Linked DNA regions of Cricetulus griseus: region 2 is linked to region 1. Evidence: chromatin contacts called from public Hi-C data. All regions are on one chromosome and are shown on one strand. The core of a region is the stretch at or near the end of the contact, and the rest is flanking DNA. Distances in the headings are between cores, read along the strand shown. Region 1 holds the start of Fam102a (protein FAM102A). Region 2 holds the start of Cdk9 (cyclin-dependent kinase 9).

The links. Hi-C and Micro-C count contacts between places; a contact is called where the count stands out from the background.
Region 2: a Hi-C map of the CHO-K1 cell line shows a contact between it and region 1, with 7 times the contacts expected there. The contact joins the promoter of Cdk9 here to the promoter of Fam102a in region 1. A contact is called at or near these places in 2 of 8 Hi-C or Micro-C datasets (both in the CHO-K1 cell line).

What each region holds. Positions count from the first base shown.
Region 1 is chr6:144,251,644-144,257,713 of CriGri-PICRH-1.0, forward strand. It overlaps Fam102a (protein FAM102A), which reads left to right and starts at 3,938. Exons shown (of 11, transcript XM_027423804.2): 1 at 3,938-4,421. The coding sequence starts at 4,276.
Region 2 is chr6:144,422,558-144,428,366 of CriGri-PICRH-1.0, forward strand. It overlaps Cdk9 (cyclin-dependent kinase 9), which reads right to left and starts at 2,414. Exons shown (of 7, transcript XM_027423792.2): 1 at 2,222-2,414; 2 at 1,678-1,759; 3 at 283-373; 4 at 1-35. The coding sequence starts at 2,313.

The sequences.
Region 1 (6,070 bases), core at 2,688-5,187:
TGCCTCTACCCCCAGCACATCAAGTGCCTGGGTTCCCTGAATTACCAAAGTCTCAGCTGAGCCGACACCTCTAAGAGGCATCCCTTGGTTACCATATCAGAGTCAGAACCTCCAGCTCAGACAATCTCTCCATCTTTCCCCCAAGACTGTTTGTCTGAAATGGTCCTGCATGGCATCAGTTAGTTTCCTTATTCAGCTGGTCAAGGCTTCAGCAAGGTAGGGCAGTAAAGGGTTGGGGACTGGGGTATTGGAGAAATGTGACCTGCTGGCAGGAGACTTCCCACAGACCACTTGCTGAGATCCCTCTGTCCATCTAGTCCTGAGTCTTTCATAGGCACATTCTAGAAAAGTTGCAAGGGAAGAAATGACAGCTTAGAAAAGTTTAAGGAGTCTCATTGAGGTCCCTGTCCTTCCCCCCACCCCCACCCTTTGTTTCCTTTTAAGATGAGATTGGCCTTGCTGGGATCCTCTAGCTTCAGGATCCTGAGCCCTGGGATTACAGGGCATGTGTCACTACACTTGGAGTGTAACCATCCTGGAAGGAGTGAAGGCACTCTATTACCTATACTGCTTGCCCTCTATTTCAAACTAAACCTCTTATTAGTAGCCTAGTGACTTGGGAGGTCACTGGATTTACTTGTTCCTTTCCCCAGTGTAACCACATTGAATAAACCTACTTTTCACTCCTGTCTCATTTACTGGAGTATTGAGGATGGGCAGCCAAGCCTAGCCTCTCTTGGAAGAAGTTCTTTCACATTCTCTTCTGGAAATGCAAAGCTGTGTACTACAAACTGCCAATGATATGTTGGTTAGATTTTGGCTCCAAACCACATCGTCCTCAATATACAGAACACCCCACTGCCATTTGTAGATCCTAAGCTCAATGTTGCAAACTGAGCCCCCAAGCCAATGTACCAGCAGAGCCAGGATTCTTTGTTTTCAACACATGTTTTCTCTGTGTAGGCCTGGCTGTCTTGGGATTCTCTCTGTAGATCAGGCTGGCCTGGAACTCATAGGTCCACCATCCACCTGTCTGCCTCCCAAGTGCTAGGATAAAGGTATGTGCCACCGCACTCAGCTCAGAGCTAGGATTCTAACTAGGGTTTGTCTCTCTCCAAATCTTACATCCTGTCCTGGTACCACACTTTTTTTGTTTGTTTTGTTTTTCGAGAGGGTTTCTCTGTGTAGCTTTGGAGCCTATCCTGGCACTCGCTCTGGAGACCAGGCTGGCCTCGAACTCACAGAGATCCACCTGCCTCTACCTCCCAGTTAGGCCTTTAGACATCCTTGGCTGATTTGGAAATCCCATTAGAGGCTCAGGTAGCCACAGGCTCTTTTTTTCCCTTATGGAACAGGCCTGGGGGGAAATGGTTGGAAGTCCAGCCAAAGAATTTAAGCCCTCTAAGCCAAGTCTGGTGTGGAAGTACAAGCCTGTAATCCAAGGGCTGAATTGATAAAGGCAGGAAGATCATCCCTAGGTTCATAGTCAGTTTGAGGCCAACCTGGGCTAAAAACATGTAGACACTACTGGCAAGAAGACTCAGCCATGTCGGGTGTTGGTGGCGCATACTTTTAATCCCAGCACTCGGGAGGCAGAGCCAGGTGGATCTCTGTGAGTTCAAGGCCAGCCTGGTCTACAGAGAGAGTTCCAGGACAACCTCCAAAGCAATACAGAGAAACCCTGTCTAGAAAAAAAAAAAAATGAAACAACAGACAAAACAAAACAACAACAACAAAAAAGACTCAGGTAAAGGTGCTTGCTGCAAGTTTGATGACCTAAATTCAATCTCTAGGACCCACATGGTGGAAGGAGAGGACATATTGTATTCTGACCTCCATAGACACTGTGTCACATGTGCTCATTCACATAAATAAATACAACTTTTTTTTTTTTTTTTTTTTGAGGCAGGGTTTCTTTGTGTAACAGTCCTGGCTGTCCTGGAACTCACTTTGTAGACCAGGCTGGCCTCAAGTCACTGAGATTCACCTGCCTCTGACTCCTGAGTGTTGGGATTAAAGGCATGTGTCACTACTGCCTGGCTATAACCTATTTTTAAAAGGACAAAGCCTTTAGGCCTCTACTTCTCCACCTGTAAAAGGAGATGTATAGCTACCTCAGGGAGCACTGGATCTGTTACTTTTTCTTCAATCTGTGTTTTCTACTTTATGGGACAATAAAGAGAGACAAGATTGCCACCCATGATACTGAAATGCAAACTCAGGAATGGGAGTTTTCACTCACATGTCCAAACATCAAATCCAGCAGAGAATTTGCATCTTGAATGCCAATCAACTGTGTAGCCCTGACTCCTGGAACTCACTCTGTAGACCAGGCTGGCCTCAAACTCACAGACATCCACCTGCTTCTGCCTCTGAGTGCTGCAACCCCACTCTAGGTCTCCACAGTGAGGTCCTGAAGGCCTTATCTCCTTCGGGAATCAAAAGTGGCCTCACTCACCAGTTCCCCATTACCTGAGGCCAGAACAAGCAAGTCACTATCTAGCTCAAAACACAAAACAAAACAGATGGTAGCTCCCTCTTTACTCTGGTCGACAAGGCTGATCTTCCATTCTCTCAAATGAGAATTCGTCCAGGGGGGTGCTCAAAACTTTGTTAGTACCACGCTGCCTGGCCCTCAGGCCTCGGGTGGCCGTCACTAAACCCCTCCTTTGAGTTTCCTTCCCAAACCAAAAGCCCAACGCCTCCTCTGACTTTCCCATACGTCTACTTAAGGTCTTCAATTGGCTGTAGCCCCCTGTGATCCGCTCTGCTTGGAGGGGTAGAAGAGAAGCCCACCAGGCAGAGCCCCTACACATTGGCGGACCGGATGCAAAGAATTACAAAACGCCGATGGCTCGGAGAGAACGAGGCTCCCCAAAGTGTCCTCTGCCTCCAGAGCAGTTAATCTAGCGCTAACTATCCCAGAAACTGAAGAACAAAAGCCTTAGATAACAGCTTGGAACGAGGCAAGCTGGGTCATAAGGCTGCAGGGCTCCTCACAAACGGCAACGCCAGGGCAGACGCTTGTCATATTCAGAGGCAAGAACGACCTGCTGGGATCTTGGGCCACCTCTTTAAGAGGGTCGTTTTCCTGAGAAATGGGTTCACTACCTCCTCAGCCTGCTTTATTGCTCAACGAGCTCAGGTCTTGGCGGGACCCGGGCAGGTCGTTCCAGCCTTAGTTTCCAGATGGTTTCTCCAAGTCATTGTTTCTTCGTTTCTTGGCCTCGCGCGCGCTCTCCTCCCGCTCCTGCCTGTGCCGGCCCCCACCCGCGACCTCCCACCCTTCTCCGTCCCCTTCACCCCCCACCCCGGCTCGTCTCAAGGAGGCGGGTTCAGCTCCGCGAGTGCACCAATCCGAGCGCCCCGAACCGGCTCTGCCTCCTCGAGCCCCGCCCCACGCCACCGCCAGCCAGTAGAAATTGGCGTTTGTAAAGTCGGTCCGTCCAATTGCGGGTGGGCTGTGAGGCTCGAGCGTCCCGCCCCTGCCGCGCTTGGCCGCTGCTCGGCGGGCGGCCGCGCCGGGGCTTCGGCATTCTCCGAGCGGCGCCGAGGTGCGTCGGGCTCAGCCGGCTGCGTCCGGTGGTGCGGGCGACGGCGCCGCTGTGATCCTGGGGTGCTGGACGAGGCAGAAGCCACCCGGCTGGGTCGGAAGGCGCCTCAGGCTCGGTCAGAGCAGGCGCGGCGTGGGTCCCGGGACTGAGCCGGAGGCCGACCGGCCAGGTTCCCCGCCCGGCAGAGCCTCCCGGAGAGGTCCCTGCGGAGCCCGGGCGGTCGCTGAGGTGGCTTCCGCTTCCCGGGGCCTCACCTGCGCAGGCCGCGGGGCGCCAGGTGCGGAGGCGTGTGCGCCGCTGGGCGCCTCCCCCGGCCGCCAGCGGGGCGGAGGCGGGGCCGCAGCCCGGGCCTCCCGCGGCTCGCCCGGCAGTCTCAGTCTCACCGGTCCGCCTGGTCCCGCGGTTCGGGATGCTGCTGCCTGCTCACGAGCCGCCCGCTGCCGGGGCCGCGCCTCGCTGTTTACATGCCGGTGGAGCCCGGGCCCCCCGAAGGTGAAAGTAGCCGGCCCACAGGACTGGTCTCCCAGACGCCGGGCTCCGGACTCAGATCTTCTCCTGCCCCGCAGCCTCCGCCGCCATCTGGACTGGATCCGGCCCTGGTGTTTTTTGAGGAGGGGGGTGTGGTATAGGGAAAGGAATCCTGGGGATTTCTGGGATCCCCTCTTTTTTTTTTTTTTTTTTTTTTTGTGCCCTGCGGGCTTAAGACTCAGGGAACTCGCTCATGGCTTTTTTGATGAAGAAGAAGAAATTCAAATTCCAAACCACTTTCACCCTGGAGGAGCTGACTGCGGTCCCCTTCGTGAACGGGGTCCTCTTTTGCAAAGTCCGGCTGCTGGATGGCGGGGATTTTGTCAGTTTGTCGTCCAGGTAGGCCTTGAGGCTTTTGTGTTTGCAGGGGAGGCTGTGTGTGTGTGTGTGGGGGGGGGGTGCTGCTGAATGAGATCTTGGTAAATGTGGAAGCCTCAGGTCGGGACGGCAAGGGACTTCCGGGCGTTATACGTGTCTGGGGGAAGATTTGCTCGAGGCAGTACTTGGGGCTGGCACTGTGCCAGGCGCTTATCTGCAGGTTACCAGCCAGAAACCTTTTAGGGCCCTGAATGCATTCTCCAAGTCACCCATTTTGCAAACTTGCATGGAGAGGACTGAATGAAATTTGCTCTTTGAGGGAGTAAGTAGGAGTGCCCTAGGCCACCTTACCACCAAGCTGGCCCCTGTGGCTGTCATATGATTGAGAGCTTAGGCCAGCCACAGGTTTTCTGGCATTTTCCTCATGGCTGGGAAAACCCAGTCCCAGGCACTCCCTGGATCTGATTGAGGGTGGTGGCAGGTTTTTGGGTTGCCCAGCCCCCTCTGAGTGACTGCCCTCCACTGGCTGAAGCTGGGCTGCTTTGCATTGCAAACGTCCTTGCCAGAAGACTGCCTTCCTCTGTGAAAGACCAGTTAGGTTTTATGTCCTCCCCATCCTGGTAGGTCCAGTTTCCCAGCTTATTTCTGAATGAAATCCAAGTTCTTAGTCTACCCTTTGCAGATTGATCTCACTAGGGCCACACAGTCCTAGCCTGCCTGCTGAGGCCCTTGGAGTCCAACTGATGAGGAAGGGGAGTCAAGTTCTGGCTCCTTCTGGGTTCCTGTTCCCTCTTGTGCACAGTGGATCACACAGATTTCTCCATCAGAGATATGGAAAAAAGTTGCAGTAGATAGGCCCACAATACAGCACCTGGCCCAAGGCCTGGGATACTCTCCTCCTCTTACCTAGTCTGCCCTTTGTTCCTTAGGTTTTGTGGGCTTAGTTAGCTGGAGATGCCTCACTATTCTGAGATCTCAGAGGTGTGTTTTACTGATTGGGATAATGGGCTCCAGAAAGAGGAAGTAAATAGTTGCCAGGGACCTTGAGTGAGACAGTTGTCAGCCAAACTGCCTGTTAGGAGACCTGTTGGGTGAATCTGCTGGGAGGAGAGAAGCTATGTGGCCTGATTCAGATTTTGGAATCTGTGTGGATAGAGTGAAATGCCTGTTCTATGCACTGAGCCTCCTGTTTTGCTCGGAGCTGCTTATCTGAGGAATTTGGACAAGGGGTGCCCTTTGTGGTGGGGTAGCTACAGTCTGCAGCCCGTGAAGCCTGTAAACAGCACAGTGTCAGAGGGTTGTGCTCAGAGATGGGCCTGGAGTCAGCCACTTTCAGGCTCTGGGTGAATTACAGAGTCTCCCTGATCCCATATCTCAAGAGCCAGCAGTTGTTGGTGCTCTGCTTGCTGTTTTACTAGCTCCTCTTAACCTCTTGACTGGGCCATGGAGCAGTAGAGGTGGGGTCTGGGGAGCATTTACAGAGATGAAAATAGAGGCTCAGAGAGGGTGGCTTTAACTGCTACCTTGTGCCTCTGAGCCTCAGTTTCCTCTTTTGTAAAATGGGGAAGTAATACCCACCTTTCAGTGTGAGGGGGGTGGAGAGTGCACCATGTCTGACTAGAGAAGGTGCTACAGTAGCTACTATATTGTAAGGGGCCCAGACCCCAGCT
Region 2 (5,809 bases), core at 1,164-3,663, 170 kb after region 1:
ATAGATACTGCCCTTGCAACGGTTATAGGGGGAAGCTGATACAGAATGGGGGGGGAGAGGTCAAAGACCTATACCCACCTAATTTTTTCATAGCCAACTTCCAACCCTCCCACAGATACCCACGAAAAGCACCAACTCCAATGAAGGGAAAAAAAAAAAAAAAGACCAGAGGAAGCAGTGTGGTTAATCTGAGCGGGGAAGAGGCAGTTTAAGCACATCCACCTCAGGGGTGCAAACAGCCTTACTTGGTAAACCTCATTTGCTCACAAGATCCAAACACACCTTTGGTTCGACAAATCTCAATTAGGTTGACCACATTCTCGTGTTTCAGGAGCTGTAGAATCTTGATTTCCCGCAAGGCTGTAATAGGGAACTAAGGAGGAGAAAAAGTGGTTAAAACGAGTGTGCAAAGGACCAAGGAACTGGCTGAGGGTGAGGCTGAGGCTGAAAGGCAAGCAACAGTATGGTTTCTGTGTAATAGTTCCTGTCTGCAATCCAATCCCATTACCCAGGAGTACACACAGCAGGATTACATAGTTGAGATCCTGCCTCGGGAGGTGGGGAGAGAAAAGATTTGCATACTATTACAAGTACACAATATAAAGATTTATAGTAATACAAACGTCTCATTTTACCATCTAGATCAGGTTGGCCTTGAACTTGTTTTGTGAATAATTCTAGTCCTTTAGCCTGAGTCCAGGGATTGTAATAAGAAGCCTATATGCTGGGCTAGGAATTCATTTTAGACAATCCAAACACAGATTTTAAGTCTGTTACTAACACTTGTGGGTTAAGATAAGAAATTTCCTGAAACTGAGATGGCCAATGGCCCTCGCCTTTAATTCCAGCATTTTATAATCCCAGTAGAGGCAGCTGGATCTCTGTGAGTTTGAGGTCAGCTTGCTCCACATAGTGAATTCAAGGGCAGCCAGAGCTAAGCAGATATATCCTACATCAAACAAACAAAACTCATGCAAAGACCCTATTTCAAAAACAAAAAACACTAGCTGGAGGACACAGATTCAATTCTCAGCACCCACATGGTGGTTCGCAACCTTTTTTAGCTCTAGTCCCAAAGGATTCAACACAGCTTTCTGGCCTCCTCAAGCAGCAGGCAAGCTTTTGTACACAGACACGCATGAAAACAAACTACCCAGATTTTGGAGAGGGGCAGCAAAACAGCACCTTGAACTTAGTCACCCTTTCAAAGACCTGTGCACACACTGTCTCTTCACACAGAACAAAAATCAAACGCTAAGCTAAGGATTTTCTTTCTTTTTTTTTTTTTTGGTTTTCAAGACAGGGTTTCTCTGTGTAGCTTTGGAGCCTATCCTGGCACTCACTCTATAGACCAGGCTGGCCTTGAACTCACAGAGATCTGCCTGCCTCTGCCTCCCAGGTGCTGGGATTAAAGGCGTGTGCCACCACACCCGGCGCTAAAGACGTTTGAATTAAAGGCTTGCCTTCTAGAGTCAACCTGCACTGCATGCAAAGTATACGCTCCCTCACGTGGCCTCCGCCAAACTTTGCCACTCAAAACTGAAAGTGGTAAGCCAAATTCCTTGTTACATGGAAAATCGCAGAACACTAGGTATTAACAAAATCTCAGCACCAAAGTCTTTGACGCAGGAATGTGGAAACACAGTTAGGAAGGAATGCCTAGTAAACCATACTCACCCCCTCCTTCTCATTCTCCATCAACACTTTCTTCAGAGCCACCTTCTGGCCCGTCTGACGGTGCTTGGCTTTAAACACTTCCCTGCAGGCACAGAGAAAGACCCGAGAGAACCCGTGAGGCATTTCCGCAGGACCCGCCCCTCCCCCACGCGAACAGGGGCAGCAGGAGGCCAGATACTCGGCTGGGCGCCGCCTGAGACTCCGGTACGCCGCTACTCGGCACCTCGTGGTTTTCGGCCTCCCTCCCAGGCTCCGCGCTCTCCCCGCGGCCCCTGATCCTCCCCCAGGAGTGTCTCTGAGAGATTCCGCTCACATTCTGGGCGCCTCTCGGCAACCCTACCCCACCCCCATCCCGGGCCTCAGGCTCCTCCCCGCTGGTCCGCTCGGTTAGGCCGGGACCGTCTGCGGCTCTGCCTAGCGGCACCAGGCCATAACCAGGGAAAGAGAAGCTTCAGGACCATCTTGGCCCAGGCCCCGGGCGTCCCGACTTCTGCTCTGAAAAGTGCAGGTCCTGGGCTCCCGGCCCCATGCGGCCTACTCTTACCCGAATGTGCCTTGGCCGATCTTGGCAAGTTTTTCGTATTTGGTGACCTCATCGCAAAACGGGCATTCCACTGAGTCGTACTGCTTGGCCATGGCCGCCTCCAGCGCGCCGCCGCCGCCGCCGCCCGCAGCCGCAGCTCCCGCCGCTCCCGGTCCCGCCACACTCCAGGCCCCTCCGCGGCCGCGCCACTTCCGCCTCCAAGGCCACTTCCGGCCTCGAGGTGCCGAGCCTGCCTCTTCCTGTCTCCGCCCGCCGCCAGGCCCCCTGGGACTTGTAGTTCCCGAGAGGCCAGGGGGCGCCTGAGCTGCAGAGGAGCCTCCGCCGCCGCCACTGCCCCCGCCGCCACCGCCGCCGCCGCCGCCAGCGCTGTTAGCGGCTCCGATCGGGGCGCAGGGAGCCGTGGCGCTGGGGCTGGGGCTCGCGGCTGTGCGTCCCGCTGCATTGGCCCGGGCCGCGCTGCTGCCGAAGCTGCTGCCGCTCTGGCTCCCGATCCGGGGCCAGCCGCAGTGCCCTGCTCCTCCTCCTCCGACGGCGCCGCCTCCGCCGGGCTGCGCGGGGCGGCGGGTGGGGAGGAAGGCCTGGGGAGGTGGGGGCGGGAGCTCCCTGTCCAAGCCCGGCCCGGGGCAGCCGGGCAAGGGGTCGAGACGGGAGAGCCGACGAGGAGTCTGCCCGAAAGCCCGGATCGGGGCGCGTTATAAGGGGGGAGGTGCCCGTCCTGGCCTCCCTCCCCTCTGCCCGCCCCCTCCCTCTTCCTCCCACCCTCCGCGGCCGCACCTGCCGCCCGCCGCCGCGCCGCCTCCCGCCCACCCGCTCCCAGTCCAGCGTCCGCCCTCGGCGCGTCACTGCCACAGCCCCTCCTCTGCCTTTGGAGGTGGGGCCCTGCACTAGACACCTGCCTGCGGCGCCCTGCCGCGTGCCTCAGTTTACCCCCCAGTGCCAGCTGCCACGGAATGCCCCTTCTTCCCGGACTGAGAGTGTGCTCCCGGTGAAGCGAAGGCGGGAAGTGCCGAGGGAGCGGCCCGAGGCCCTGGGAAGGGAGAACTGCCCCCGCTGCCACCTCCGTCGTCTCAGCCACCCGCCGTTGACATGGCAACTGACGGCCGCCAGGGGGCGCGGCGACACTGGAGGCGGAGAGCGAACAACGCTCAGGCCTAAACCCTGGATCTTGTGTTGTCTGCGAGGCAGGGATGAGACCCAAGACCCTCCTTCATGGAGCTGCTCTAGAGCTTGTTCGTCCCGGGTCGGTCCTCGCAAAAATAGTTACCATTGATCCAGCACTCCTGCATGCTTTAGAAATGCTGGGCGTTCCGGTTGAATCCTGAACCTATCCTGTGACCAAGGTTTACTAACCCATTTTACAGAAGAAATGGCAACTCAGAAATAGGAGGTTGTCTGCTCAAGGTTGAACAGTGGCAAGGCTGACTTTAGCTATGAAGAGGTTTCTCATGTTTCATTTTTACAGTACACTTGAGGCCCTTTGTTCTTATGCACTGATATCCGCCATTTGCCCTGAGTTCCTTCCAGTCATACCCTCCTCCGCCATCATCTTCCAGGTTCCAGGAGCCTCCAGATGCAAGCCAGCAAAGCGGTGTTCCTAGCTTCTCAATCTGCCCCTCCTTTCCAGCAGCTTCCCTCCCAAGGATGGAGCCTGAGTCCTGCTTCCACTAGCCTAGCTTCTCCCCCTGTCTCACTCCAGCCTGCTCCAGATCACCCTGAAGTCTGATATATCATCCTCTACAGCCTTGAAATTCTGAGTGTGACACTGAGGATCTTTCCAGCGTTTCAGCTCCTGGGCTGGGTCTGGAAAACTGCCTGCTGCTTACCAGATTCCCAAGCCCTCCTGCCTTCAGAGCTGGGATTCCTCTTAGCACCCCACTCCCCAGGGTTGGCTGCAGGAAGTCTTCCGGTTTGCTTACCCCTCTAGTTTTGATTGACACAGGGTCATGTTACATAGTCCTCACTGATCTGATGCTCATTGAGTAGTCTAGGCTGACCCTTAAACTCTAGACTATCCCCTTATGTTAATCTCCAGACATCATTATGACCAGCATTGCTTTCCAGTTTTTTTGTTTGTTTGTTTGTTTGTTTTGTTTTTGTTTTTCGAGACAGGGTTTCTCTGTGGCTTTGGAGGCTGTCCTGAAACTCGCTCTTGTAGACCAGGCTGGTCTTGAACTCAGAGATCTGTCTGTCTCTGTCTCCTCAAAGGCATGTACCACCACTGCCTGGCTTCTTCTTTTTTTTTTTCCCTCGGTTGCTTTCCAGTTTTATCCCACATTGTCTGGGCATGAAGCTTCTTGGAAGGAAGAATGGTTTTGGTGAGCCTAGTGTCCCAGGAGTACCTACTGTTAGAAGGGTCCTGCCAAGGAGGCCTTTCAAGGTACTCCACTGGGCCAGCCAGGGCTTCAGGAAATCAAGGCGCATGTCCAGGAATGACCTGGAGCCTACCTTCATGGATCTACTGCTTATCTGAAGCAAGAAGCAGGGAGGGGAAAAGTCAGCGATAAGAGGGAGAGAGTAATTGCAGTATTTACAGTTATAGAAAGAAAATAAGTGGCTAAGCCCTACATGGCCCTGTGTGGGAGTTATTTCTATTGTCAGATGGATGCAGAGGGCACCACTCTCACCTCCACTGTGCAATGTGGACATTGACCCTCAGAGATGAAAGTGTTGAGCCATGGTCAGACAACTAGCCGGTGCCCACACTGTTTTTTTTTTTTTTGTTGTTGTTGTTTTTTAAGATTTTATTTATTATATATATCTGCACACCAGAAGAGGGCACCAGATCTTATAACGGATGGTTATGAGCCACCATGTGGTTGCTGGGAATTAAACTCAGGACCTCTGGAAGAACAGCCAGTATTCTTAACCTCTCAGCCATCTCTCCAGCCCGCCACACTGGTTTTGAATCAGGTAAGTTTGGCATAAACTCCAAAAAGTGACTTATGTCAAGGTCCTTCCCAACCAGGGCAAAACTTGGGTACAATCTCATCTGCCTTGGTGATCATGGGAAATGTGGTAAAGCAACAGTAGCATTGATGGGAGGAGGCTGTCCTGGGCTTGTGTGGGTGCTACTGTCCCGCGTTTTAGGCTATAGGCTGGTGCCTATTTCTCATGAGCCCTCCCTAAGTCACATCCTGTGGGCAGAAAGAGGCTTTAGCAGAGTTTCCTGTGATGTTGTCACCTCTACCCTCAACAAGAGCCCTGACATCTTCCAGTCACTTCCCCTCAGAGCCTAGGGCCCTCAGCCCTCCATAGGGGAAACAAGAATGATCAGGGGGCTTTGGAAGGCTGTCCAGGTCTGGAACCTTGTACCTTCACAACTGGTAAATCCAGGAGGGAAGTGGAGTGAAATTATCCATTTTGAATCCACTTTGGCTTCTGCTTTGTTGGCTTCAGATATTGCCTGTTTTCTGTGGATTGCCAAAACCACCAAGGCCCAGCATGTGACCCAACCTCAGAAAAGACCTGCTGACTGGCTGGCTGATGACACCTCAAGTCTATAGCCATTTAACAGCTAAGGAAGCCAGGTCTGGTGGACAGGAATCCCAGATACTAAATTGATGAAACAGGAAGGTTGAAAGTTCAGGG